Linked DNA regions of Mus musculus: all the other regions are linked to region 4. The links are chromatin contacts, called in public Hi-C and HiChIP or PLAC-seq maps. All regions are on one chromosome and are shown on one strand. Each heading gives the region's core, a stretch centred on a gene start, on an enhancer-like site or on the middle of the called end of the contact. The rest is flanking DNA. Distances are from core to core; before and after follow the strand shown. Region 1 overlaps Ryk (receptor-like tyrosine kinase). Region 2 overlaps Ephb1 (Eph receptor B1). Region 3 overlaps Ephb1 (Eph receptor B1). Region 4 overlaps Ky (kyphoscoliosis peptidase).

Region 1 (6,627 bases), core at 3,524-6,023, 330 kb before region 4:
AGGTGCTGCTCTGATTTCTCTGAGGTTTTTTGTTGGCCCTTGTTTCCTGCCACAATCAATGATGCAGAACTGCCCTCCTTGCTCCTGGCATGTCCTTCACCTTCTTCCTCTGTCTCTGTGTTACAGGACAGCTCCAAGCTCTAGCCTTGATTAAATCCAGGCTAATTATCTGGGGTTGGAACTTCATATCCTCAGGTATAAAATACCTGGGTGTTGCACTTTTTGTAGTGCTAAGTTTATCTATCAGTGGATCAGGGAAGGATTTGACTGGCCAATGGTGAAGCCTCCATTTCCTTTGTGCTTAGGGCTTTCATCAATGATGGTCTTTCCTAGACTAAGTATTTTATTAAATGTCCTTGTCTAATTGTACCATTCCTTTCATAGTCATTAGCTGGGAGCCTTCTGTAAGGAAATGCTTGTTCTAAGCAACTGGTGCTACCTCATTACCCTGCAATATAATTCATTCAGCCAGCTGTCAGATACTAAGGTATTGATGGAGCCCCAGTTAATAATTATGTTGAGCAATTATAAGCATTATACATTTATGGATTATTACACATATTTTATTCCAAATCACTGCAGTCATTATTCTCTTGTATACTCAGTGGCTCCATCCTTGGTAAGTGGGATATGTTGCTCAATCATATGTCTTAGATTTGCCTTGTTCATTTCCTGACCCAGACCTGGAATCTGCTTTTTCTCCTAACACGTTTGACTCTTTTTGTTGGAAACAGTTTAGAAAAACCACCGCAGGGCACTGAGAGTGTGGTGGTTTGGGTATGAACGGCCTCCATAGGCTCATAATTAAACAGTCTCCAGGCACTGTTTGTAAAAATTAGAAGGATTAGGAGGTATGGCCTTGTTAGAGGAGTGTGTCACTGGGAGGTATGGGGTTGGCTTTAAGGCTTCAAAAGCCCATGCCAGGTCTAGGCATTCTCTCTCTCTCTCTCTCTCTCTCTCTCTCTCTCTCTCTCCCTCTCCCTCTCCCTCTCCCTCTCCCTCTCTCTCTCTCTCTCTCTCTCTCTGGCTCAGGTCTTGCCTTGGAAAGGCTACTAATTATAGGACATCAATAGTCTTCCTTACACTGACATTCTCTTGGTAATAACATTAGATCAAGGCTATCTTCCTCCCCGTGTTGGTCATTTATTGCTACAAAGAGGCACCATCACCAAGGCAACTGTTATAAAAGAAAACATTTAATTGGGGTCTTGCTTACAGTTTCAGAAGGTTAGTCTATTCTCATCATCATCTCATAACTGATTCCCCACTATATCTAAAGTATAGTCCAATAACACTACATTATTACATGCATATTTTATATCACACTGTATATAACTTGTCAGTTAAATATTTTTAAAAGATTTATTTTAGTTGGGCAGTAATAATGCACAACTTTAATCCTGGCATTTAGAAGGTAGAGGAAGACAGATCTCTGAGTTTGAGGCTAGCCTGGTCTACAGAGCGAGTTCCAGGACAGCCAGGACTACACAGAGAAACCTTATCTCAAGAAAACCAAAAGAAAGAATGAAAAAAAAAAAAAGAAAAAAGAAAAAAACTTTCCCCAAAATTCCTAACCCTGAAGTGTATAAAAATAAAAATGGGCTGGTAATGGTGGCCCATATAAGGCCAACCTAATCTACATGCTAGAGTTCCAAGCCAGCCTAAGCTAAAAAACAAAATTCTGCTAATAAGAAGAAAATTAGGGCTAAAGACATGGCTCTGTGGCTAAGAGCACTCAATGCTCCTCCAAATGACCCAAGTTCAATTCCAACTGACTAGAACTCGAGCTCAAGGGGGACCCCACACCTCTGGCATCTGTGGACACTAGAACTCATGTATATAAAGACACACAGACACACAGGTTGATTTTCTTTTTAAAGAGAGAAATTAAAAGCTAGGGATGTCACTCAGTGGTAAAGTACTTGTAACATGTGTGAGGGCCCTTTGGTTTGATTCCAGCATGGCACACGAAGGAAGGAAGGAAGGAAGGAAGGAAGGAAGGAAGGGAGGGAGGGAGGGAGGGAGGGAGGGAGGGAGAAGGAAAGGAAAGGAAAGGAAAGGAAAGGAAAGGAAAGGAAAGGAAAGGAAAGGAAAGGAAAGGAAAGGAAATTCCAAACACCCCCACAAAAAAGTTGGGCTGTGGTGTGACACACTTCTAATTCTAGTACTCAGGAGGCAGAGGCAGAAGGATCTCTGAGTTTGAGGCCAGCCTAGTCTACAAAGCAAGTTCTAGGACAGCCAGGGCTACACAGAGAACCCCTGTTTTGAAAAATCATAGACAGACAGGCAGACCATATCAATGGTAATGAGATTTGAATTAGGATTAGAAGACAGCAGCATGGACTGGTGGACAGCTCCTTACACAGTACAGCGGGCATGCTGGAGACCCTGGCTTCTATCTCCAACATCAGATGAGTAAAACCAATGCCAAGTCTCTATGTACCCCATGAGAGTATTAGTTTATTCCATATAAGTAACCTGAAAACCTTCAGTCTGGATTTGTATAAAATTGATTTATTAGCTCTTTTAATAAAATTAACTATGGAAATCTCCCCAAAGCAAAACTAGCTCTAGCAACTATTTTTACTTTAAATACCCCAACTTTTTTTTAACTCAGTGCTCTAAAAAAACAAAATCGAAGATCAAACCAACTTTTACACAAGTTACACACTGGTACATTAATCCCACAAATACTCTAACCACAGACAGAGCACATACAGCTTTAGGATTCAATTGACTCTTACTGGTGATAGGCGTTGCATTGTTGGGTGTGTCAGCTCTCAGATACTGGGTCGTCTGGGTAGACGGCTGAGACAGCCCCTGGGAACTACTGCTGGCGCTGATGCTGCAAAGAATTTGAAGACAGAAATACTTGATAAGTGAGCCTCAGTGAGAGATGTCTTTCCCATACATATAAGGTACATAAGTTGGTCGAGATAACAATGCAATAAAGGCACGCATCTCTATCAGCGTTCCAAACTGGATTCCTGAGGGACGTGACGACGGAGGGCATGCCATCAGAGCAAAATTATTCAGGAGTGCGGGTAGACGTGCTCAGAGAGCAATTCTGAACCTCACACAGGGTGTGTCAGGAACTATGTCTCGGCTTTCTAGAAAAAACCCCACGCTGTTCAGTTGAACTGGCTTTCAGAAAAGGAGAAAAACAAGTTCATTTCAGCAATGGCCCAAATCAAATGGTCTTGAGTTGAAGCAGCCACAGATTAAATCAAGAGTGCCATGCTCAACGGGGGCAGGGGTGTCCTCACAGTCTCACTGTTTAATCATATATGTTGTCCCTCTTCACCCCTCCCATGCCACTTTTAGAATTCATGGTTCTCAGAAATCTCTAGAACTTGAAACATCACATCACCCCATACTTTCCAAGTAAGAGGAGCCCCTGAAGGTGGTGGGCGCAAATCTTGTCACTCACGTGTTGTAATTCCTATAAACCAACACTTCCCAAGCATATTCTTCCATCTTCTCAATGGGTAGAAACCTTGTCCCAGGTCACTCTGGGGAACATTTCAATCTCACTGGCCTATTCCTTTTAATTTTGTAGCCGAGGAGATGTTAAAGCAGAGATTCAGCACAGAGAGTAAAACCAGAGAGCCAGACAGAACTCCTGTCACCACAGAGGTGGTGGAGCCCACTATTACATATGAAGAACCTTGTGACTGACTGATATTTGTACCTTATCATCGTAGTTTCAAACCCCAGTGATTACAATGGAACTGGTGACCACCTGCTATATAATCTGGATACTTACACATGGATTTGTATTTTGCCAATTTCAAGAGCCCAAACACACATGTGAAAAACGTACAGACATAAGGCATCTAAGTAGTGAGTTCTGGAGGCTATGTAGCCTTTTATCGCTAACACACTTTAGAATGACCTACTGTCATGGCTGAAGTACTGAGATAGAGGTGTCCTCCAATAAACATTCAGAGAGCCTGTGTGCACATGAGCCACTCTGCACAGTACAATCTCCACGTGAAATGCCTGTTCATTTAATGTGCCCTCAACATGCCTTCTTTCCCTGGAGACGCTCACATTTCAGATTGTTATTTCTTCCTGGGAACTTACAGTCAACTTTGCTGAGGGGACTTTCAATTCATAGAATGTAACAAAGATTTGTCAGGCTACTGTGTGGTTGGAGTTCTGGAAGTTACTAAATGGTGATTTATGTGAGTTTACATATGTAGTTGGTCATAAGCAAATGCTGAGCATAAACCTGTAAATCACAATTGCCCACATCACCAGCTGTGTGGCTTAGGCAAAGTATTCAATCCTTCTGGAGCCTCGAACTCTGTGGGGATAGAAGGAAGCATAAAGCTACTCCCAACAAGACGGCTAAAAGGGTCTTACACGGAAGATGTCTAAGTACATCACTGAGGTCACTGCTTGGCCCTCAGGCATGCATTTATAAACGACCACTCTTTTATCATGAGGAATACTGCGCATCATGTCTCCAACCTTAGAACGGTGACCTACAGGTACATGTTTTTGCAGAGTACTTGGCAAAGATGTGACTAAAAGTCCTATTTGTTAGAAGTGTAGTCTTCAGCAGAGAGGAGGGAAGGGCTGCATCACAGAAGGGGACAGATAAGAGCTCCTCCGCAGAAGAGGACTGAGGAGACCTGCCTCACAGGAGGTGAGGCTCAAATGTATGATATCTGTGAAAACTCAGATATTCCCTGCGAGCAACAATGTGTCCGGGTGAGTAAACTTTGACAACTGAACAGTAGGTGGTGCTCTTGCGTCAGCTAAAAATGACTGAGAGCAGTCAAGCTTGATGGCTAGTTATGTCAGAGTTTCATTTCCTTAACAGAAATGAACAAGTGAAAGAAGAGCGAAGCAACAGTGGAGCAAGAAACTTTCTTTGGAGCCAAACGTACGATTATAAGAGAAGCAAGGACAGCCCGACACCATCACAGGAGGTAGGAAACAGATTAAAATGTATATTTACTAACATTTAGTAGCATATGACTAGTCTAAATAAATTTGATTTTTCATAAGCAAGAAAGCACCTAGATTTAGGATAAGCTAAGAATTTAAACAAAGATCTTCAAAATAATAAATCTTACTGTCTATTTTCAGTGAGTCATCTATTTATATATTTATTCAATAAATATTTATCAAGTGTCTGTGTGTGACAGGAGGTGCTCTGCTGCTGAGGAGGCAGCACTGAACACCACAGACCTTCCCACCCTCTTTCCAGTTGGGACTTCTTGCTGAACGTCTCATCTGGGCAGACCACAAGCTCCATGGGGACAGCTAAGTGCCTGCTCACTCCACCTCCCCAACACTTACACCGGTGCCCAGCACAGGAAGCAAACTGGGACCCCTGTGAGAGCCCAAAGCACAGTGGGTTAGCTACTCAGTGAAAGCAGCCACGCCCATGGACTGGGAAGACGGGGGCCAGGCAGAATGCTTGCTGCCGACTCCAGCTGCTGATACGTGATGCGGAGGGAACGGTTGAGCGCAGTAACCGACTTTTTCATTCTTCATGCACGCCTTCAATCCCATCACTCAGAAGCCAGAGGCAGGAGGATCTCTGTGTTCAAGGCTAGCCTGGTCTACAGAGCAAATTACAGATACAGAGAAACCCTGTCAGAAGAAGAAGATAGAAGATGAGGAGGAGGAGGAAGAGGAGGAGGAGAAGGAAGAGGAGGAGGAGGAGGAGAAGGAGGAGGAGAAGGAAGAGGAAACTTTAAGACTCTGTATATTACTATGTATGCCAGTTTGTTACGACAGCAAGGGTAAAAACAAATATAGAAAAGAAAAAACAAAAAGCCCCCACTCCCACCCTAATGCTGAGGGTAGTGAGGTGCTAGGAAGCAGTAAGTAGAAGAGAAAAAGAAAATACTACCAAATAACACATGCAAGCACCCCATACTCGAGGAATGGATTTTCCATTCCCTGAGGGGGAGACCACAGAGAGAGCAGCTACAGACCGAGCTCTGCAGGAGACCACGCAGCCCCTTCAGGGCAGACTCTGCTGTAATGGACTACAGATCAATGTGCTGCATTGGGAGAGAGGGAAAGCCTCGCGCGCGAACTCCATGTGTCCCTGCTGAGAGCACGTCTCAGACAGCTACACCCTCTGCCTCCAGAGAAACCTCATATGTAACAGAACACTGGCTCTTCCCAAGAGTTCACAGCACCACTAAGCCTCCCGAGGAACAGAGCTTGTCAGGCAGCAAGCATCTGATGTAACTACAATACAGAAATGGCAGAATGGAGCCCTCCTGCTTTGTACTGGTGTATTGCCACAATCCCACAAGTCTGTCTTTACGTCTGTCTCTGAGTCTTAATTACACAACCATGTAGTGTAGAGAGGAGCAGCAGGTGTCTCCAGTGCTGGCCACCACCATTAGCTTGCCTGGTGTGTTGTAAGCAAGCCAGGAATAATGGGAACGCCAGATTATCCACTGTATCGTTCTGGGGATGACGTCGGCATGGCGGCACTTACTGCATGTAGCTACGGCTGAGATCTGCTACCCACCCCTCTAGCGTCCTTTCTTCACAGCCCACAATCTCTGCTTTACACGTGAGAAGGCTGAGAGGCTGGTAAATAGAACAGCTGGATATCAGATACAGATGGCCTGGCCCCAGAGGCTAGCT
Region 2 (6,282 bases), core at 3,616-6,115, 360 kb after region 4:
CCATTGACTGCACTGGCATTTGGTCATGAAAACCTATGAGGTCTGGAGCTGAGTGAATGAGTGGATGGGGGTGAAATGCCCATAGAGAGGACTAGCCCAGTTCAGACTTAGGTCTTGAGATGCTACCATCTGCCTCTGGTTCTAAGACTAGATGAAGCTGAAGTTAACCACTCTTTAGAATATATATGTTTTCAGGAATATTGAGCCTTTCAAGCGACCTTGGTTTTGCTTCTGGTTCTTAGATGTCCTTACACCATTTTGCACCTTGTAGCTGCCTAGAAGTTTTTGTTGGTCATCATCATCTGGCTCGACCCATCCCCTCTACCCAGAGAACATGAGAACCCTTTGCAAACCATTTGAGTAGCACATAGGTTGCAGTGGGGCTGTGTGGGTGCTAAGGCTGTGTTCCAGAGAGAGAGGGAGAGTAGATAGTAGAGTCTGGATGTGACTTTCTGGTCAGCATTGAGGACTCCTCAAGGGCTGTGTGCCATCTCAGCCACACTCATTTCCTCGTCTGCTGGGTCTTCTAGGACAGAATGTCACCACAGATATGGTACTTTATAATGGGCTGAAACTCACTTCCTACAGTTTTGGAGGCAAGGAAGCCCAAGTCCAGGTCTTTGGTGGGTTCAGTTCTATAGCTCTCTGTTGTTGGTAAGTCCCTTTCTGCAGGTTCTGAAGGTTCACAGACTTCCTTGACTATATGGGAGTCAGTGAGAAGGAACCCTCTCTAAATCCAAGCCTACCTGTATCTTTCTGTTCTGGGCCCCAGGGAGCTCAGTTAGTCTAGGTTTTCTTTTACTTCCTGTTGCCACGGACACCTGTGTTGACAGAACCCTGATGCTCCCAGGTCTTCCTCATTGCAGGGGGATGAAGACAACCAAAAAGCCATAGTAGGATATGGGCAAAGGACACAGTCAAACCATCCAGAGCAAATCCTACTTTGCTGTTAGGGCTTTGAAATGAACATTGAGAGGAGCAAGCTTGACCTTTCCCTAGAGACAGCTCTTGGCCTTTGGGTGGCCTGTGTATATTCTCCTTGCTGGCTGTGATAACAGCCAGAGTATCTGCTAGCAAAAGAGGTTGACACTCCACTGTAGCAGCTATGTGATGATATGGGGCAGATAGTTCCTTTGGAGATGTAATTTGATTCAGAAGAGCATGGCAAGGTTTGCTCTGGGTTCTAGAAGCCATCCAGGTACCAGAGAACCTTTTGCTTCCTAGGTGCTTACTCAGCCTGGTGAAGGCTGTCTGTGTCCACATTACCTGCAAGTGAACCAGGCTCATCTCTGCATGTAGGGCTGGGGAGGAAATGAGGTCACCCGAAGCTGGCTCTGGAAGTTGGAAAGTCTATAGATCATCCCCAGAGCTTCTTGGAATGACAGAAATTCAGGACCTAGTATAGTCCTGAGGCTTTCATTAGAAGGTGGACAGGAAACCAGCCTTCTGGTTTCTAGTTGATCCTGATCTCTTGGTGGTAGCTCACTGACCCAGGTCTTCCAGCATGGGTGTGCTCCTGGTCCAAACTGAGTCACACCCTCTTCAGGTGCATGTCCCACTTCTGTCATCTGTAGGCCTAAGGGTTTCCGGCCTTCCTGGTCCTTGTTGGAGTTTTGAAGTCAAAGGGGCTAGGTCATCTTCATGACCATATTGTTTTCAGAAACGCACTGAGAGCTGGTGGTGACTGGACCTTTCTTTCATGCTTATATTCTCAGATTTAGCAGGTTTAATTCCAGAGCCTCATTGGCCTGGGGCGGTCTTGTGGCCACAGGTGGATTGTTGGTCTCAAGAAATATGTAGACAGGAATCCTTCTTGGCTAGATCAGGGCTCCCAGCTTAACAGCTCCTACCCATTCCATCTCATTTCCTCTGGGAATAGAACTCTCACAATCCCCAGGACAGTCTGGTTCATCTTTGATTTTTTTTTTTTCTTTCTTGGGGTAGAACTTTTACCCAGATCGCTTCTTCTCCAGTATACCTGTTTTGAGTTATTAGAAAACACTCAAGATACATAAATTTCCTTTTATGCTGTAATACCTGCAGTCTTTTTTTTTAAAACTATTAAAGCTTAACACATCTCTTGCAGAAGAGACCTGAGATTTGTTCATTTGGGATACAGATACACCCTTGACCTCCCTAGCCAATGACAGCAGACTTGACAGAGGCTCATGTATCTGGCTTTCCCAGTTCACTTCCTGCTTCCCAGTGCAAGTTAGAAGTGGTCAGTGCTGATTGTTACTGTTTCGTGCCATTTTACTTGTTTGACTGGTTTTTCATTTATGTGCATTTAGTCCCCCCCCCCCTGCTATTTCTGAACAACACTGGGATAGATACCCTTGCGTATTAATCTCCAAACTAATATGTGAGTACATCGGCAAGATAAATTCATTAATTAATTTGCTCAATGAATATTTATCGAGGCCTTTCTTTGTGCCAAGCACTTTTCTAGGAGCTAAGAATGCAACAAATTCTCTGAAGTCAAAGTTGCTGAGTCAGAGCATATACATTTTTAATTTTGATAGATATTACCAAACTGTGTTCCCTCAAAAACCACATATTCTACCAAAACCCTTTTTCTTTTGCACCCACAGCAGTGATTTAGTTCTTGTTCCCTATTCCTCTGCCAAGATAATAAAATATCGTTTTTATCACTGCCAATCTGGTAGGTAAAACAACAGTATCCCACTCCAATGTCAATTTGCATTTGTCTAGCTGTGAGGGTTGTTGAACCTTGAGAAGTTCTGTATGTTCCCGAGGCCCTGGCTTGCTGCTGGAACACGGCATGGACTTGGGTGGACTTGGATGATACAGAGTCTGGAGTCTGCTCCCTCTGGTCCCTCTTGTTCTGCATCTCCCTTCTGGTCCCTCTTGTTCTGCATGGCTTCCTGTATGTGTTCAGTGCCCATCTTCTGTGTCCCTTGTATTTGACACATGCCTTACACACACCAATTTTGGCATTTCCTAGACAATGGATGTCTGCAGAAGGGACAGGACAAGGGCAGGTGCCTGACACTGGAGGAATGTGCCATTCTTGCCGTGGAGTTTCAGGAACGCCAACGCCCAGTCTGATATGGACACCTCGATTTTTTCCTTCTTTCCCCTCCTCTTTCTGAACTAGGTTTGGGATTTTCTACTCTGTTCTGTGAATTTTTCAGCTCTGACTCTCCTGGCTCAGTCCCTTCACCCTACTTCCTTTAACAAGGTAACTTACCTCAGGGGGCTTCCAATGTCTGCTCACCCTGGTGACACACCCTTCCATCAACTAGCTTTCAGCCTCCACCTCCTCCAGGTTCCCTCCCATTTCACCAACCCATCCTTTCTAGACTTTATACTCCTTCACTTCCCTCCTCTCCCCTCCCCTCCCCTCCCTTCCCTGGGGAACTTGGAATCACACTCACCTCCTCTCTGACAAGCTCTCTACCTTAGGCTTGATATTCATCTTCCCACTGTGCTGAAGGCCTGGTCCTGCTTCTGTTCTGGCCTGGGATGCTGCTCAATGCTACCTTGAGCATCTTTTGGATTTTCTCCTCCAGCTCTGAGGTATCTTTCTGCACCATAGACATCCCTGCCTTTCAGGCTTGCCTCAGTCTCCCTCTTTCTTCCCCTGCATTCCCTTCCTCCTCACTTCTATTGTCCCTTCCTATTTCCTTCTCTTTCTCAACTCCCCCTTTAAAAAAAAAGTAAATGTACTTATATTTTAAAGTAAACAGAATATTGTAAAGAGGAACAATAGATGAAAATAATAAAACAAATTTCCAGCATGGTGCCAGCAATAACAGTAGGGCTCAGCAGGTTAAAAAAGATCTCTGCTGAAGGACCTTTGTTTAATCCTCTAATCCCATGAGGAAAGGAGAGAAAGAGACTTCACACATACACTATGACCTGTGCACTCTGGCCCTCACACACAATAAAAATAAATAAGGTAAAGATTAATGCATTCATAGTATATGCTTGAAAGGCTAGCTGACTATCTACTTTGCCCCACTGAGGAGGGCCAGTATATAAACTCACTTCAGTATTGTCTTGTGTTTTCATTCTGGTGGCTCTGTCTTTGGTATGCAGCACACTTTTCTGCGTTGACTCTGCTGAAACGCTACCATAGCGTGGCTGTGTTGTGGACTCAGGACAGTGAGCTAGGTACATCGCCATATTCTCTTGTGACTTGATCTCATAAATCCTTAGTTGCTCTTTGATGCATGTGGTAGTGACGCTGGAAGACAGAGAAGCTCGGTAGCTTTCCCAGGCTCATGTATATATAGCACAGGACTCTAGGCACTGGGGTCTGTTGCTTGTAACTCCTCCTAGCCGGAGAAGAGCTAAGATTCACTTACTAGAGGGTTTTCGACTTGTGGGTGGTGGCTTCGGATAGAAGCTTCCACTGAGGTGCTGAGAGTCTGTTCTGCACCTGGGGATCTCCTGGATAATGCTTCTTTCCTGTGGGCTACAAATGCACCAGGAGATCTACAGAGTGGCCACAAGTCACTGCTCAGAGTGCCCTGCCATATACCTATACCCAGCTCACAGTTTCTTCCTGTCCTCACAAACTCTAATAGGCAGTGGCCATCTGTCAAGTGAAAGCAAAACACATCCAAAGCAAAAACGCGTAAACGGAGGGTGCTGGCTGGAGAGAAGGTGGGACCCTTCATTGAGAGAAAGCTGAAGAAAGTATCCCAGCCTCAGGGAGCAGTGGGGACTCGGAAGAACCAAGAACAGGGCCCCAGGCAGGCATTTTTGGACTGAAGATGGCAGAGGCAGATGGAGACAGTTACCAGTGATGGCAGAGGCCTTGTCTGTCTGTTGTTCAATACAGCGACACGTTGTGCACAAACAAGCAGAAAGAACCCAGCGGAACGGCCGGGAGCGCATCCGTTATGAAAGCCTTTCCCTAGAAGCTGGCGATAACATATCAGCCTGACAGAGGACATAAGGTCAGTGCAACGTGTGCATTTCAAGTGGAAAACGACAGTCTGTTCTCTGCGAGAGACGGATGGGGCGGCGTGTGGAAGTTACATGGAATATGTGAAAACTCTGCCAAATCATGAGCTTGGCAAAATTTGCCTGTTCTGGGAGTTAGGCGATTTGGGGGTCGGCATTTGGTTTCCGGGTCTGTCACACACATGCCTGCACTCCTCTCAGTGTGGAGGCCCCTGTGACTTGGAGCTCTTTCCTCTCCTCATTGGCTCTGCTTGCCTTTCCCCTTGCTAACTGCAGCCGAATCTTTCTTTCCATTTCTTTTCTTTAGCCTGATCGCCCCGCCCTCGCCTGTCTTCTTTCTAGATTGATTCCAAAGAGAAAACAGAGAAAGCTTCTCACTGGTAGAGTTTTTCATAAACCAATTTCTATCTCTGTTCCTTGTTTTATTATCAATCTCGCCCCTCCTCCCGCCTCTGGGAAACTGTTCAGATTTGAATTTCCATTTACAAAATTAATTCCTTAACATAGTAAAATATAGGAAATCAATGCCTATCATGGAAATCAATTGCAAATATTATAAGAATGATTTTGTCATCAAAATAATTAATATATAACATACATGTTCATAATAATTTCATTAATTAAATTTCTTACTGTTTTTTTTTTTTAACTTTAAAAGCATCTCTCTAGAATGCCCCAGTGCTCTGTTCTATTTTTCTGGCTTACATGATGTTTCGTTCAGCTTCTCTAACCACATCCCTGATTTTTCTTGATAAGAGTTCTTCTCATCTCTCCATTGCGTCTTTCAAATCTGTCAGCCACAAGTTAAGAGCTAGAAGCCAAGCCATTGGCTGTTGTATGTGACTCAAATGGTTGGGAGTCACTGATCTGTCTTGCATGTCCATGCTGCCCTTCTCCCATGGCATTTCTGCCTGCCAACCCAGCTTCCCTGCTTCCCTAAGAGTTGTCGTCGCTGATGAAAGCCATTGTTGGGGAGTTGTACTGGCTAGTTTTGTGTCAACTTGACACAGCTGGAGTTATCACAGAGAAAGGAGCTTCAGTTGAGGAAATGCCTCCATGAGATCCAACTGTAAGACATTTTCTCAATTAGTGATCAAGGGGGAAAGGCCCCTTGTGGGTGGGGCCATCTCTGGGCTGGTAGTCTTGGGTTCTATAAGAGAGCAGGCTGAGCAAGCCAGAGGAAGCAAGCCAGTAAAGAACATCCCTCCATGGCTTCTGCATCAGCTCCTGCTTTCTGACCTGCCTGAGTTCCAGTCCTGACTTCCTTTGGTGATGAACAGCAGTATGGAAGTGTAAGCCGAATAAACCCTTTCCTCCCCAACTTGCTTCTTGGTCATGATGTTTGTA
Region 3 (5,738 bases), core at 2,089-4,588, 270 kb after region 4:
AAGAAATGGCCAGATGTACGATTATACACTGACTCATGGGCTGTAGCCAATGGATTGGCTGGATGGTCAGGGACTTGGAAAGATCACAATTGGAAAATTGGTGAGAAAGACATCTGGGGAAGAAGTATGTGGATAGATCTCTCCAAATGGGCAAAGGATGTGAAGATATTTGTGTCCCATGTAAATGCTCACCAAAAGGTGACTTCAGCTGAGGAGGAGTTCAATAATCAAGTGGATAAGATGACCCGTTCTGTGGACAATCAGCCTCTCTCCCCAGCCATCCCTGTCATTGCTCAATGGGCACATGAACAAAGTGGCCATGGTGGTCGAGATGGAGGTTATGCTTGGGCTCAGCAACATGGGCTTCCACTCACCAAGGCTGACCTGGCTACAGCTGCTGCTGATTGCCAGATCTGCCAACAGCAGAAACCAACACTGAGCCCCAGATATGGCACCATTCCTCGAGGTGACCAGCCAGCAACCTGGTGGCAGGTTGACTACATTGGACCACTTCCTTCGTGGAAAGGACAGCGTTTTGTTCTTACTGGAGTAGATACTTATTCTGGTTATGGATTTGCCTTTCCTGCACGTAATGCCTCTGCTAAAACCACCATTCATGGACTGACAGAATGCCTCATCTATCGTCATGGTATTCCACACAGTATTGCTTCTGACCAAGGAACTCATTTCACAGCCAGAGAAGTACGACAGTGGGCTCACGATCATGGAATTCACTGGTCTTACCACATTCCCCATCATCCTGAAGCAGCTGGGCTGATAGAAAGATGGAATGGCCTTTTGAAGACGCAGTTACAGCGCCAATTAGGTGGTAACAGCTTGGAAGGCTGGGGCAGAGTTCTTCAGAAGGCAGTATATGCTTTGAATCAGCGCTCGATATATGGTACAGTTTCACCCATAGCCAGGATTCATGGGTCCAGGAATCAAGGGGTGGAAAACGGAATAGTTCCACTTACTATCACTCCTAGTGACCCTCTAGGAAAATTTTTGCTTCCTGTCCCCATAACTCTAGGTTCTGCTGGCTTAGAAGTTTTGGCTCCAGAGAGGGGAGTGCTCCTACCAGGAGCTACAACAAACATTTCATTGAACTGGAAGCTCAGACTTCCCCCTGGTCATTTTGGGCTTCTAATGCCCTTAAACCAACAGGCTAAAAAAGGAATAACAGTGTTAGGAGGGGTGATAGATCCAGATTACCATGGGGAAATTGGATTACCTCTTCACAATGGTGGTAAGCAAGATTATGTCTGGAGTGCAGGAGATCCCTTAGGGCGTCTCTTAGTACTACCATGTCCTGTGATTAAAGTCAATGGGAAACTACAACAGCCTAATCCAAGCAGGATGACAAAGGACGCAGACCCATCAGGAATGAAGGTATGGGTCAATCCTCCAGGAAAAGAGCCAAGACCTGCTGAGGTGCTGGCTGAAGGTGAAGGAAATACAGAATGGGTAGTAGAGGAAGGTAGTTATAAATACCAATTAAGGCCACGTAACCAGTTGCAGAAACGAGGATTATAAAGTAATATGAATGCCCATTGTAAATTTACTAATGCGTTTGCGATTGTACGAGGGATAGTTATATCATGTTAGGCGTATTTACAACCTTGTTATTGTTTCATGTGAACATGAGATATTATTTGTGTCAAGTTGACAAGGGGTGGATTGTAGTGGCTATTCCTGGTTGTCAACTTGACAATATTTGGAATGAACTACAATTCGGAATTGGAAGGCTCACCAGTGACCCTTATCTGGAGGCTTGGAGATCCTTATCTGGATCTTGGTTTGAAGATCTTGAGCCATAGTGGCTATGGATTCCAGAAGATTGAATCTCCGAGTTTAAGGAACACACCTTTAATCTGGGCTACTCCTTTCATCTGGGATTAAAGGTGTGGTGGAACACACCTTTAATCTGGGCTACACCTTCTGCTGGAGACAATATAAGGACATTGGAAGAAGGGAGTCTAGCTCGAGCTCTTGCTCCTTCGCCTGCTTGCTGCGTGAGACTGAGTAACTGCTAGATCCTTGGACTTCCATTCACAGCTGCGACTGAACAATTGTTGGGAATTGGGCTGCCGACTGTAAGTCATCAATAAATTCCTTTACTATTTAGAGACTATTCATAAGTTCTGTGACTCTAGAGAACCCTGACTAATACAATGGGGTAGGTATTTATTGAAGAAATACGGCTTTGGGGACTTGATGCATGCTGCTGTTCATTTATGAACTGCTGCTCTGAGCTGTGTGTTTTGTTCCTCAGAGATGATCTTCCCTTTAATTTGATTTATCCCCAAACCCCAGTTGCTGTCCTTCTGGAGAAGCCAGACTTGCACAGTGGTGCAATTAACTGGATGGCCCTAGCTATGTGTTTTCTGAGCCAGCAAGTGTGTGTGTGTGTGTGCGTGTGTGTTGTATCAGTGTGAATTGAGGAGCAAAACTCAATATGAGCAAGGAGACAGTCTCCAGTAATTGGTAGAGTAAGTCTCATGAGGAGTTCTTGCTGTATAGGCTAGTCTGAGGAGGCAGAGAAGAGCTTGGGGAACTGCACTCAGCTGCAGAACCTTGATAGCAGAGGCCTCCTTGGGTTGGCCCTTGGGTAGAACCCAGCTATTAGCTTAGTTGCTCAGGGTCTCTTGACCAGGGAGGATGGGCATGCCTGTGTCTCCAGAATGACTTGGGAGTAAGCATGGCCAGGTCACACTTGCTCTTTAATATGATCTGGAGATCTTGACGTAACTGTGAAGGTCTGAATAAACAATAGGTAATTAAAACATTAGCAATATATTTCTTAAAAGAGAATAATACAATTCTCACCCCTAAGACTATGGGCAGCATTACAATCATAGGTGACTTTGGGTCCAGAGGGAAGCAGGCTGGTGTGGGTAACCTAAGGGAGACTCTTGTGTGGCCTGCCTTATGGATGTACTGACTGTCCATTATTCATCCGAAGATGTGGAAATCACTTTCATTTGTCAAGATATGTTCCTATTTTTTTCCTTATGTGAGGATTTTCAGAAGGACCAATGTTAGGCTGGGGACTAGGTTTATGGCAGTAGCTGCAGGGTGGCTTACATATAATATGGGTTTCATCTTGAGCTTCTCCCCTTGTCTGTGTGGCGGGCCTCTTGCACTGATACCTGTAGCCTCCTTCCTTGCTCCCCTGGAGGTGGTGTCCCCTATACTGTCAAAGGCCAAACTGTGCATCTTCATGGTTGTTGATGTGGGTAGTCAGTAGACAAGCCTTTTCACACTTCTGGGGCACTGCCCAGAGCTGGGCTCTTGGCACCCTTAGGAAGTCATCTCCAGTGTGTGAAGTGTTGTTCTGATCTCTTTCCATTTGAATCAGCCAAGAACAGCTGACCCGCCTGTCTGTCTCTCACCAGGGCTTTGTGTTGGCGAGTAGAGGGAGCAAAAGGCCAGCTGGGAAGGAGAGTTAAGGCAGATGGAGGCACTGTTGGCAGTGGAGACAGGTGCATGAGGCAGTGTGGAGAAGATGAAGCCAGGGTCTCCTGCTGACGGCAGGAACATCTACAGAATTGCACTTTTGGTACTCAGGGAGCTGGGACAGCAAAGGCATTTCCTTTAGCCTCTGCATTAGTGGCCAGAGTCACTCAGTGTCTCTAGAAGTAGTCTCCACCACATCTATAAAATGTGAATAATAACCACCTCTCAAGGCATCGATGAACTAATGTTTATGGGCAGGCCGGAAACACGGTAGATCTCTACCTAAGTGAGGTGATTGTGTTTAACCCATTCTTCTTCCACCTCTCAAGCATCTATTTTCCTTCCAGTTTTTAAAAAGCCAATTCAAAATAGATCAAACAGAAAAGGCCAGGGAAGTAGTTGCTAGGTCTCCTTTGAGCCTCTGAGATACCATACAAGACCTCTGCCCCCACGGTAGTACCCAGCCTCACTCCTGCAACCCCACCCCCCAATCATTCTCTACACAGTCTCCAGAGGGAGTTTCCCAAACTTCACACTGTCCTCATGGTCTGGCTTTAGAACCTTGATCAGATTCAGTTTTTGCCAAAGAGATGGTGGGACTTTCAGCTCCGGGAGAATCCTGAGAAAATGGTGGAGGCATGGTCCTGTTCTCAGGCATGTGGCTTTGGCTGGCATTCCTGGGTCCCACAGGTATAGAATTTCCAGCCTCCTGACCTGTCTTTGTCTGGTTTTTCCTTTGCCCTCTCTGCCTGCACTGCGCCTGGATGATCAATGGCCTTTCGTCTGGCTGCATCCCTCTTTATTTGCCAACTTAGTGCACAGCCATTATGATTCAGCCTTTGTAAAGTTGTAATTTAAAAGCCAACTCAAAGTACCTTTTAGGAAAGAGGGCTTTGGGCAGGCAAGATGGCTTAGTGGGTCAGACCCTTGGCTACTAGTTTGACTACCTGAGCTTGATCTTGGGCACCTACATGGTGGGATGTGAGAATCAACTAACTTGTGATTTCTTTGTACATGTCTACAAGCACACACATACACACACACACACCCCCACACACACATAAATAAATAAATAAATATTTCTCATGCATTGGTATTTGTAGTATAAATAGATTTTTTACTAATGCACTTGAGTCTGAATTCCTACCTACCTTAGCTTGTCATGGCTTCTTTGGAGCTGGTGGGATAGGAAGAGTTGGTCTGCTAGTTACAGCTTAAATTATACTTGACAGTCAGTATAATTTAGATTGGCTGCAACTCAATAAATAGTCAGCCAGGTGGTCTTTGTGGCATGGTTAGCCCTAAAGCTATGTTCTTCACATTTAAGACATCTCTCCCTGACTTCCTGTGACCCTCAGACTCCACAATGAACTAGCATCCCACTACCCTTCCCAATCCACTATAGCATACATACCCTTAACACCAACTATTACAAAGTCAGACTGCAGAAAAAAGGTCCCCATTCGCTGGAAAGCAGATTCTAAGAAGATTGCTACTGCTAGCATAGAACACTGGTTGTGGATAGCTTCCTGTTTTGGCAAATGATAAAGTTTCAAAGTTACTCCTTGTAACAATCTCTCCTTCAGCCACTTACATGTGCTCTTCTCTGTGGGAAAGATGAGGATGGCTTCAAGTAGCAAGATGAGGGCTGTGCTGTTACAAGTAGCTTTTCATGTCCATGGTGTAGCCTTGTTACCTGGAGCAGCTATGCCAGGCTTATCTGCATCATGTACCCAGGCAGGGTCAGAGGAGACATGCTGTGCTGGTTTTAAACTTCTGCCATAGGATGTAGGGGAAGAGGGGGGAGGGAGAGAGCCAGCATCCGGCCAGAGTTCCTGAGCTCTGGGCAGGCAGACACAGGAGGACTGCCGGATGCTTTCCACGAAGCCCCGAGTGGGCATTTGGCCTGTGTGAAGCCACTGACCCCACACGGCAGAGGGGTAGACAAGAGCAGTTTCCCTGTACCAGGTTCTCAAGTCTCCGGCATCCCACGCTGGATATGGCAGAGGAGCTGAGATCAGAATAGGGGCCCCAGGGCGACACTCTTGGGAAGAGGGCAGAGAGAGAGGTTCCCATGAAGGTGAGAGTCAGTCTATGGTTTTAGAGCTTTATTGTAGAAAGGCAGGGGGAAAGAGAAAAGGTAGAAGAGAGAGAGAGAGAGAGAGAGAGAGAGAGAGAGAGAGAGAGAGAGAGAGACCGGCCATGGCCAAGAGGAGTAAAGGGGGAAAAGGAGAGAGAAGAAAGGCTAGAGAGTAAGAAAGCTTAAAGAGAGAGAGGTAAAA
Region 4 (6,687 bases), core at 1,417-3,916:
TGGCACACAGAGGCCCAAGAAGTGGCGCTGAGGGAGTGGTGGGCCTGAGCACTCACAGTGGGTGAAGAAGCACATGAGACAAGGCCCCAAAGCCTCCATATGGACCAGATCTTGCCATGGAGGATGGTAGAGGTCACAGGACACCCCTAGGCATCCTCCGCAGGAATTTGATTGCCTTAAGAATAATTTTTCTGACTTGAGGTCTGAGGATGAGGTGGAAGAAAAGAGACTTCCTCGAGACATCTTAGTCTTGTTCAGTTCTGTCTGCAAATCACAGTGGACCAGCCTCTGTCTGGGCTGCTGGTTCCCTGTGGTCTGTCCACCTGCTGAGCCTGTGCATCCCCTCGCCCGCCCGCAGGAAAGTAAAAGGCGTGCGGTGTAGCATGCCCGGGGCTTAGGGAGCAGGCTCTTAACACAGCAGGGCCCTTCAGATGTTGCCTAACTGACAAGCCCAGGCTGGTGCCTGCCATCATCTGTTCACAAAGACACAGCTTCACAGAGCCTCTGGACTGGAAGAAACATCGGAGGTCAGTCTATTCCAGCTCTTGGTTGGGAACTTGCAGCCCGTTCCAATAATTTAAGAGTTTGTCCTTCTACTGCACCTAAGACCTAGAGACAGTTTGTTCCGATTGCTCCATAGTGTGTCATTAGAAACTTCCCTTACCCGTGGATTGCATTCCTCTGTGAACCCCCACCCCAAGGATGAAGTGTAACACATCTCGGGTTTTTGTGTCTGGCAATGAGGGATGCGATAAGCTCAGATTTGGGAACACAAATCTTTTTGCCCTTCACACTACAGCTATGAGAATGGTCTCCATGGTTACAGCAGCTTCTCAGAGGTGTCTAGATTTTCATTTTTTTCTTTTTTCCTCCAGTCCTCTAAATGTCTAATTTACGAGTAATCAGTTTAGGCAACCTGGAAAGTTTCGAGTGTGTGCGTGAATATCAAGAAACGTATAGCATATATTCAGCACCCCAAAAGTAGGTTGACAGGAAAAATTTTGGCACGTTTTTCTTCTCCCACTCTAAAAAGAAATTTGGGCTGACTTTAAAATGTTCAAGTTAAACAAGATTCAATGAAGGAAGCGTGGTCTTCGGATTCTTCAAAGGCACGTGAGCCTCGGAGGGCCGGGGCTGACCTAATTATGTTTTCTTTAATGTGGAATCGCTATTTGCCCAACACCCCATTTGCATCTCCCCATCACGTTCAAATGGCGGGGACATTGATCTTTTCTTTTTTTTAAAAGCATCCTTTGAACATGAAAGTGTTGCCCTCCCCCCTTGGTTGTTTTTTTTTTTTTTTCTCCTTGTAAGAGCAGCGATAAGGATGGATCGATAATTACATTGTTGGATAAAAATGAATATAAATTTTATTGAAAAAGAACCCCAGCAACAATGTGAGGACAGCATCTTTAACAGCCAGTGGCCCACACTACTCAGCACACACGGGGAGAAATAGTCACCTCTGCGGCTTTACTTACTCCAGATGAAAGGAAATGGCAGACCTCAGATAAACGGCCTTTGAAATCCCACAACAGTGAGCTATATGGTCACACCATTAACCTGGTGTTTACTGCCGGCCAACCAGTACTGTTTAAGAGTTACGAGTTAGCGGAGGGAGAACCCAACCGCTTCAGTAAGCACGGCAAAGAAAATGCCGGACCACTGCGGGAACTTTTCTCCTTTTCAAGTCCTTTGAGAATTTCGCCGAGAGTTTATTGGCAACGTGTCCCTCCTGCTTCACAACAGGAAATGGTTCTTTATATCTAGCTCAAATCCTTCATGCTTCAGTTAATCTATTTACGTCTCTTTAATCTCTGTGGGCCGGGAGGAGTCCGTCCTCGTGGGACAATGTAACATATGGAGAACTCAAAATATTCACAATCAGACAGAGAACAGTCCAGCTGAGCTGGTGGCACTTTTGAAGCAAGCTGAAAGAGCTTAATTGCACCCTTTTGCCTCACCACGCCCCATCCTTCTGCACCCTGGCGCCCATCCTGGGGCCTGCCTGGCAAAACGCTGAGTTTGATCAGTTTCAGCCTGTCATTGCCATAGTAATGAGTGTGATCACAGCGACCCCAGACAGGCATTCCTGTGCCCAGGGTTTCTGTCTCAGGAAAAGCTTTCTGGGCAAGATGCTCAATTCTTAATCCCATCCTATCTTCTCACCACGCCAGGCCAGGGAAGTCTCCCCAGGCTCTTCTGACAGTCTGCAAGACAACGCTGACATTGGCATATCAACCACGAGGATAACTATCCACGATGTGGATGCCGTAGACAGCATAACTTGTCCGCAAGGGACGAGAAAGCACCTAGTGATTTTTAACAAACATCATAAAAAGAGCCAGCTTGGGGGTTTGCAGCGGTGGCAACTTCGCACGTGATCCACCAGGGGGCGCTCGTGCCATTTGATCGGCCAATGAGACTCGTGGACCAGCAGACAAAGAGGGGGATTTGAATAAAAAGCCTTCAAAACGCAGCCTCCAAATTTTCAGGCTGAGCAGCATGCGTGTAAAAATTCATGAAGATTGGATTCGGTTTCGTGTATCTTTGCTTCAGTAAAAAGAAACGCAGGCGTTTTTCCGAGTGCACCTACAGTTGCCTTGACAAAGGGACTACCTGGTTATATGAGGAGGGCGGAGCGTGTGGTTGACCCGGGCCGCTGGGAGAGGCTCGGTCTGGGTCTCTGGTGCTGAGGACAGCTCCTGTTTTGTGGGGTAGCATCCTCCACAAGCTCCAGAATAGATTAATTATGCTGTTTTGAAAAAAACATGGGGATCATTTTCTGCAGGGCTAGCAGTGGCTGTCGCGGCTGTGTCTAGCGAGTGGCAGGGACCGCCGAAGCACTTACTATTTCGTTAAAACATAGCACAGTTCTTACTGCTCATAAAATAAAAGGGGTGAGGAAAGGCTGTTTCCAGGCAGTGCAAACTCCACCGTCTTCTTGTAGTGGAGACAACGCCACCTCCCACCCCACCCCACCCCACTTTGGTGCGTTTTCCAGGCGTGAGTGACAAGATGCTGATGGGCTGAGACTGCCAGAGGACCCTGGACATGAGCCAAGGCAGCTCAGCCCCTAGCAGCCATGCTAATCACAAGTGAGGCTACCCAGTCTGGTGGAGGGGGGCTATGTGGTATCAGGTGGGTAGCAGTGGGGACCTGTGGGAAAGGGGCAGAAGGGAATGAAGAGCTGAAGTTCTGGGCTCCTAGGTCTTCAGATAGGTTCCACTTGGCAGACTGCCCACCCAGAGATGCGGGTGCCTATGGCTGAGTCCTTTGTGTTCACCTCTATAGTCCCAGGATCTAGCATGAGGGGTCAGCCACTTATCGAAGGAGTCTGATGGGCTCTTACTGAGGAAAGACTTGACTGTAGAGGCTGTGAGTATCCCAGGCTGGCTCTGGCGGCAGCTGAGCCTGAGGACATTCCTTAGAGAGCAGTGAGGGATTGGGGGGGGGGGTGGTCCTGAGACAGGCACAGTGAGCAGAGTCCTAGAACCCTGAAATTTGGTAGGGACCCTCCTGGAGCACATCTGTGCACTGGGATGCTACTGCAGGAACCTCTTGTCGGGGGGCTCTCCTCAGGCCTTCCCTGTTTGCAGCAGCCTGCTTTTCCCCCCTCAGCTGTTGCCATGGAAACACCAGCCTCAGGTGCTGCTGAGGGCCAGCTAGGCAGCTCAGGCTTTTTAGGACAGGCCGGAGCAAGTAAGAGGCCCTCAACTGTTCCCAATGGAAGGAAGGTTGAACTCAGGGCAGGGGTTGTCATCTCAGAGAAAGACAGGAGGGAAAATGGCTATGATAGGGCTTTCCTCAGAGACAGAGACCAACACTTTCTCTAGGGGGCAGGTGGTGGTCCCCTCAGCTTGGTTTGGCTTGTAAGGAAGGAGCAACATCTTGTTATCAGACACTATCCCTGGTATCTGATAACTGCTGGGGCTAATCTGCTTGCCCAGGGCCCAGGTCATCAGCCAGGCTACCAGTGGGCTATGTAGGCATTTGAGGCTCCTGAGGATGGCTGGTGGGGGGTGGGGTGGGGCAATCTCCAGGCCCTCAGCTAAACTCTGGTAGGCACATAGAATCGGGGTCTTCACCCTTCCATGTGGGTTGCTGGACCTGCAAACCCACTCCATCCCTGGTCCCCAGCCAGGACATCCGAATGTGCACACGGCTGCTTTCCTGCCCTTAGCACATCTCAGAGATGCTAGGCATCAGGAGACAGCAGCCTCCAGTTGGCTGAGGGTCAGCTGGTTTGCTTTCTACACCCACCCCCTTTGCAAGCTCTTGAAGAGCATGAAGTAGCTAATAGGAGCACTAGGAATGTGGAAGATGGGCAGGCCCGACATTCCCTGGGGTCCAGAAGTAGTGGGGAGAAACACCATGTTACTTGCAGGGGGAGCACACCTTTCTCATAGATTCAGCCTCAAGCACCAGGCAGGCATCGTGGGGAAAGCTTTCAGCACCCGCAACACCTCCGCTTTCCCATTCAGCTCTACAGCAACAAAGTCCTAACACAAGAGCAGGCACAGGCAGGGGTGTACGTTTCACAATACCTTGGATTTACATAGCACCTTTTTCTTCTAGAGGGCCCTGGCCTCTGTCTCTTCTTCCACAGCCACATTGAGTGAGCCTTTGGCGGCACAAATTCCTCAGTGCCTGTGACACAGCAGGGAGATTGAGGCAGAGGGGACTGAAGCAGAGGCCTAGAAGTGGTTTCATGCAGATTAGTGGTGTCCTGGGCTCTCTGCTCTTAGCTTGGGCCCTCCCTGGGCAGGGCTGGCCTTAACCCTGGGGGACCGTGAAGAAATGCAGCCCCTCACTGGTCATTCACTTTGTATTTCAGGATGTAGCTGTAGAAGTTGTGGTTAGCATTCTCTAGCACCATGACGTAGACTTCCTGGCAGCCAGCTGTGTTGCAGCTGCCCTCCCAGTAGCCCTCGGGGTTAAGAGTGAGGGGCCACGTGTCCTGTCCTTTCACCAGAGCTTTGGCGATACCATGCAGCTTTAGTTTGAAGGCTATGTTGCGGTTGGCGGGAAGCACACCGGAGAGAGGCTCTAGCAGTTCATTGTCCTGTCCCCAGTTGCCAAAGCTCTCAGGGAACATGGGCCAGTTCACCTTGGTGTTGGCGCAGCACAAGAGGTAGTTGAAGACAAAGATGAAGTTCCCTTGTTCCTGCCTCTTCTTCACAAAGATCTTAAGGGCAAACTTGCCGGCATGGGGCAGCTGGACTTTGAGCTCGGTCCTCTTCCCTCGGTTCAACTGGAAGATGTAGCGCCGCTGTGTCTCCTCAGTGATGGGGCCGTCATCGCCATGAAGGGATGCCAGGACACTGACGCCCTCTTCCACGCTAAAGCTGATGGCGCAGCGGCCATCGCTGGTGTGAATGATAGGGTCAGAGTGAGAGGGCTTCGTGATGCCCATCTGCTCCGAGAACCAGCTGGGGCCCACGGGCTGGTGGAGCTCACTGGGCAGCTGGACAGAGAAGTCTACATAGTTGCACTTGAGTGTGTATTCTAGCACCGAGCTGTAGATTTCAGAGTTGCCCTTGGCGAAGATCTGCAGCTTGTGGGTGCCCATGGTTGGAGGGTACACCTCCAGCTTCATCCCGTTCTTCCTGAGGCTCAGGAGCCCGTGCTCCTGCTTGCCATTGAGCATGAACATGAACAGTGTTGGGGCCCGGCTCTCGATGGTGATTGTGGCTTTCCCATTGACTGCGGAGAGGAAGTTGTGGTTAGGTGAGCCGGATCCAGTGTGTGCTGGGGGATGCTTAAGCACTGGGGGGGAGGTGTGACTTACAGTGTGTGTCTATGTCCGTGGTTGTGAAGATTTCTACCAAGCTTGATTTTTAACAGTGTGACAGCCCTGAACGCGGTATTCTTCTGACTCATTTGGGTGAATATTTTTGAGACAGCTGATAACTGTGATAACTGGGGAGGGTGGGGTGGGGTGGAGGATGGGCAAGAAAACCCTACCCTAGCCATATGTGTTCCCTTCCTCTACTCTCCCACTTGCTTTACATTAGATGAAGCCTGCCTAGATATTTTATTTGATTCCAGAGCAGGGAGGGGCCTAAAAGTATTGGAAGAGTGCTGTCTCATTCAATTCTTACGTCTTAAAAAGAGATTTATTTTTATGTGTGTGCACATATGTCTTTGTGTGAATGCTGTGTGTGCGTGTGTGTGTGTGTGTGTGTATGTGTGTGTGTGTGTGTGTGTGTGTATGTGTGTGTGTGTATGTGTGTGTGTGTGTAATGGTTCAGAAGAGGGTACTGATCCCCCTGAATATGGAGTTACAGGCGATTGTGAGCTGACTTAAGGATGTGGGTACCAGAACTCAGGTCGTCTGGATGAGCTCCAAGCTCTCTTAAACACTGAGCTATCCATCCACCACCTCCCACCCCACCCCCCACAACTCTGAAGTATTACTTTTGTATCACCCCCCTGAAAAGATTATGGTATCAACAGCTGTCATATGAACACCACACCATAACCAGAACGGGCTTTCCTCCAGGAGTCTAAGCCCAGGAGTGTTAACAGGGTATTTTTCTGGACTCCCCTCCCAACACTTGCTTCTCACACAGGGAGCCAGAGCTGTGCTTCTGGACCTGGGTCTCAGCGAACCCACTGAATCCATTCCCTCTCCTGCCAGCTCCCCCTTGCCTTGCCTCTGTACTCCTCTACTGGAACATTGCT

The links. A called contact is a pair of places that touch in the nucleus more often than the background predicts. HiChIP or PLAC-seq counts read pairs in DNA pulled down with a chosen protein or histone mark.
Region 1: an H3K27ac HiChIP or PLAC-seq map of microglia shows a contact between it and region 4, with 7 times the contacts expected there. The contact joins two enhancer-like sites. A contact is called at or near these places in 4 of 484 Hi-C or Micro-C datasets (B cells, the Ba/F3 cell line, the C10 cell line and 1 more), 2 of 115 datasets of contacts at active chromatin or transcription factors (large pre-B cells and microglia) and 2 of 9 other capture datasets (embryonic stem cells and pancreatic islet).
Region 2: a Hi-C map of cerebellum shows a contact between it and region 4, with 3 times the contacts expected there. The contact joins two enhancer-like sites. A contact is called at or near these places in 3 of 484 Hi-C or Micro-C datasets (cerebellum, myocytes and neural progenitor cells).
Region 3: a Hi-C map of cerebellum shows a contact between it and region 4, with 2.3 times the contacts expected there. The contact joins two enhancer-like sites. A contact is called at or near these places in 4 of 484 Hi-C or Micro-C datasets (cerebellum, embryonic stem cells, frontal cortex and 1 more).

Annotation. Positions count from the first base shown.
Region 1 is chr9:102,877,872-102,884,498 of GRCm38.p6, reverse strand. Ryk (receptor-like tyrosine kinase) reads right to left here. Exons shown (of 15, transcript NM_013649.3): 7 at 2,745-2,845. Among named protein-coding and RNA genes, the nearest start is that of Ryk, 46 kb to the right of the region's middle. Within about 2 kb of position 4,773, at least 8 of the 459 cell types and tissues checked have an H3K27ac peak or open chromatin away from gene starts, as enhancers often do.
Region 2 is chr9:102,182,669-102,188,950 of GRCm38.p6, reverse strand. The region is part of intron 3 of Ephb1 (Eph receptor B1); the gene reads left to right. Among named protein-coding and RNA genes, the nearest start is that of Gm31233, 25 kb to the left of the region's middle. Within about 2 kb of position 4,865, at least 5 of the 459 cell types and tissues checked have an H3K27ac peak or open chromatin away from gene starts, as enhancers often do. A contact at or near this core is called in cerebellum, where this site is marked.
Region 3 is chr9:102,273,806-102,279,543 of GRCm38.p6, reverse strand. The region is part of intron 1 of Ephb1 (Eph receptor B1); the gene reads left to right. Among named protein-coding and RNA genes, the nearest start is that of Mir7243, 28 kb to the left of the region's middle. Within about 2 kb of position 3,338, at least 9 of the 459 cell types and tissues checked have an H3K27ac peak or open chromatin away from gene starts, as enhancers often do. A contact at or near this core is called in cerebellum, where this site is marked.
Region 4 is chr9:102,540,905-102,547,591 of GRCm38.p6, reverse strand. It overlaps Ky (kyphoscoliosis peptidase), which reads right to left. Exons shown (of 11, transcript NM_024291.3): 11 at 1,353-5,706. The coding sequence ends at 4,811. Among named protein-coding and RNA genes, the nearest start is that of Gm29387, 15 kb to the left of the region's middle. Within about 2 kb of position 2,666, at least 90 of the 459 cell types and tissues checked have an H3K27ac peak or open chromatin away from gene starts, as enhancers often do. A contact at or near this core is called in cerebellum, where this site is marked.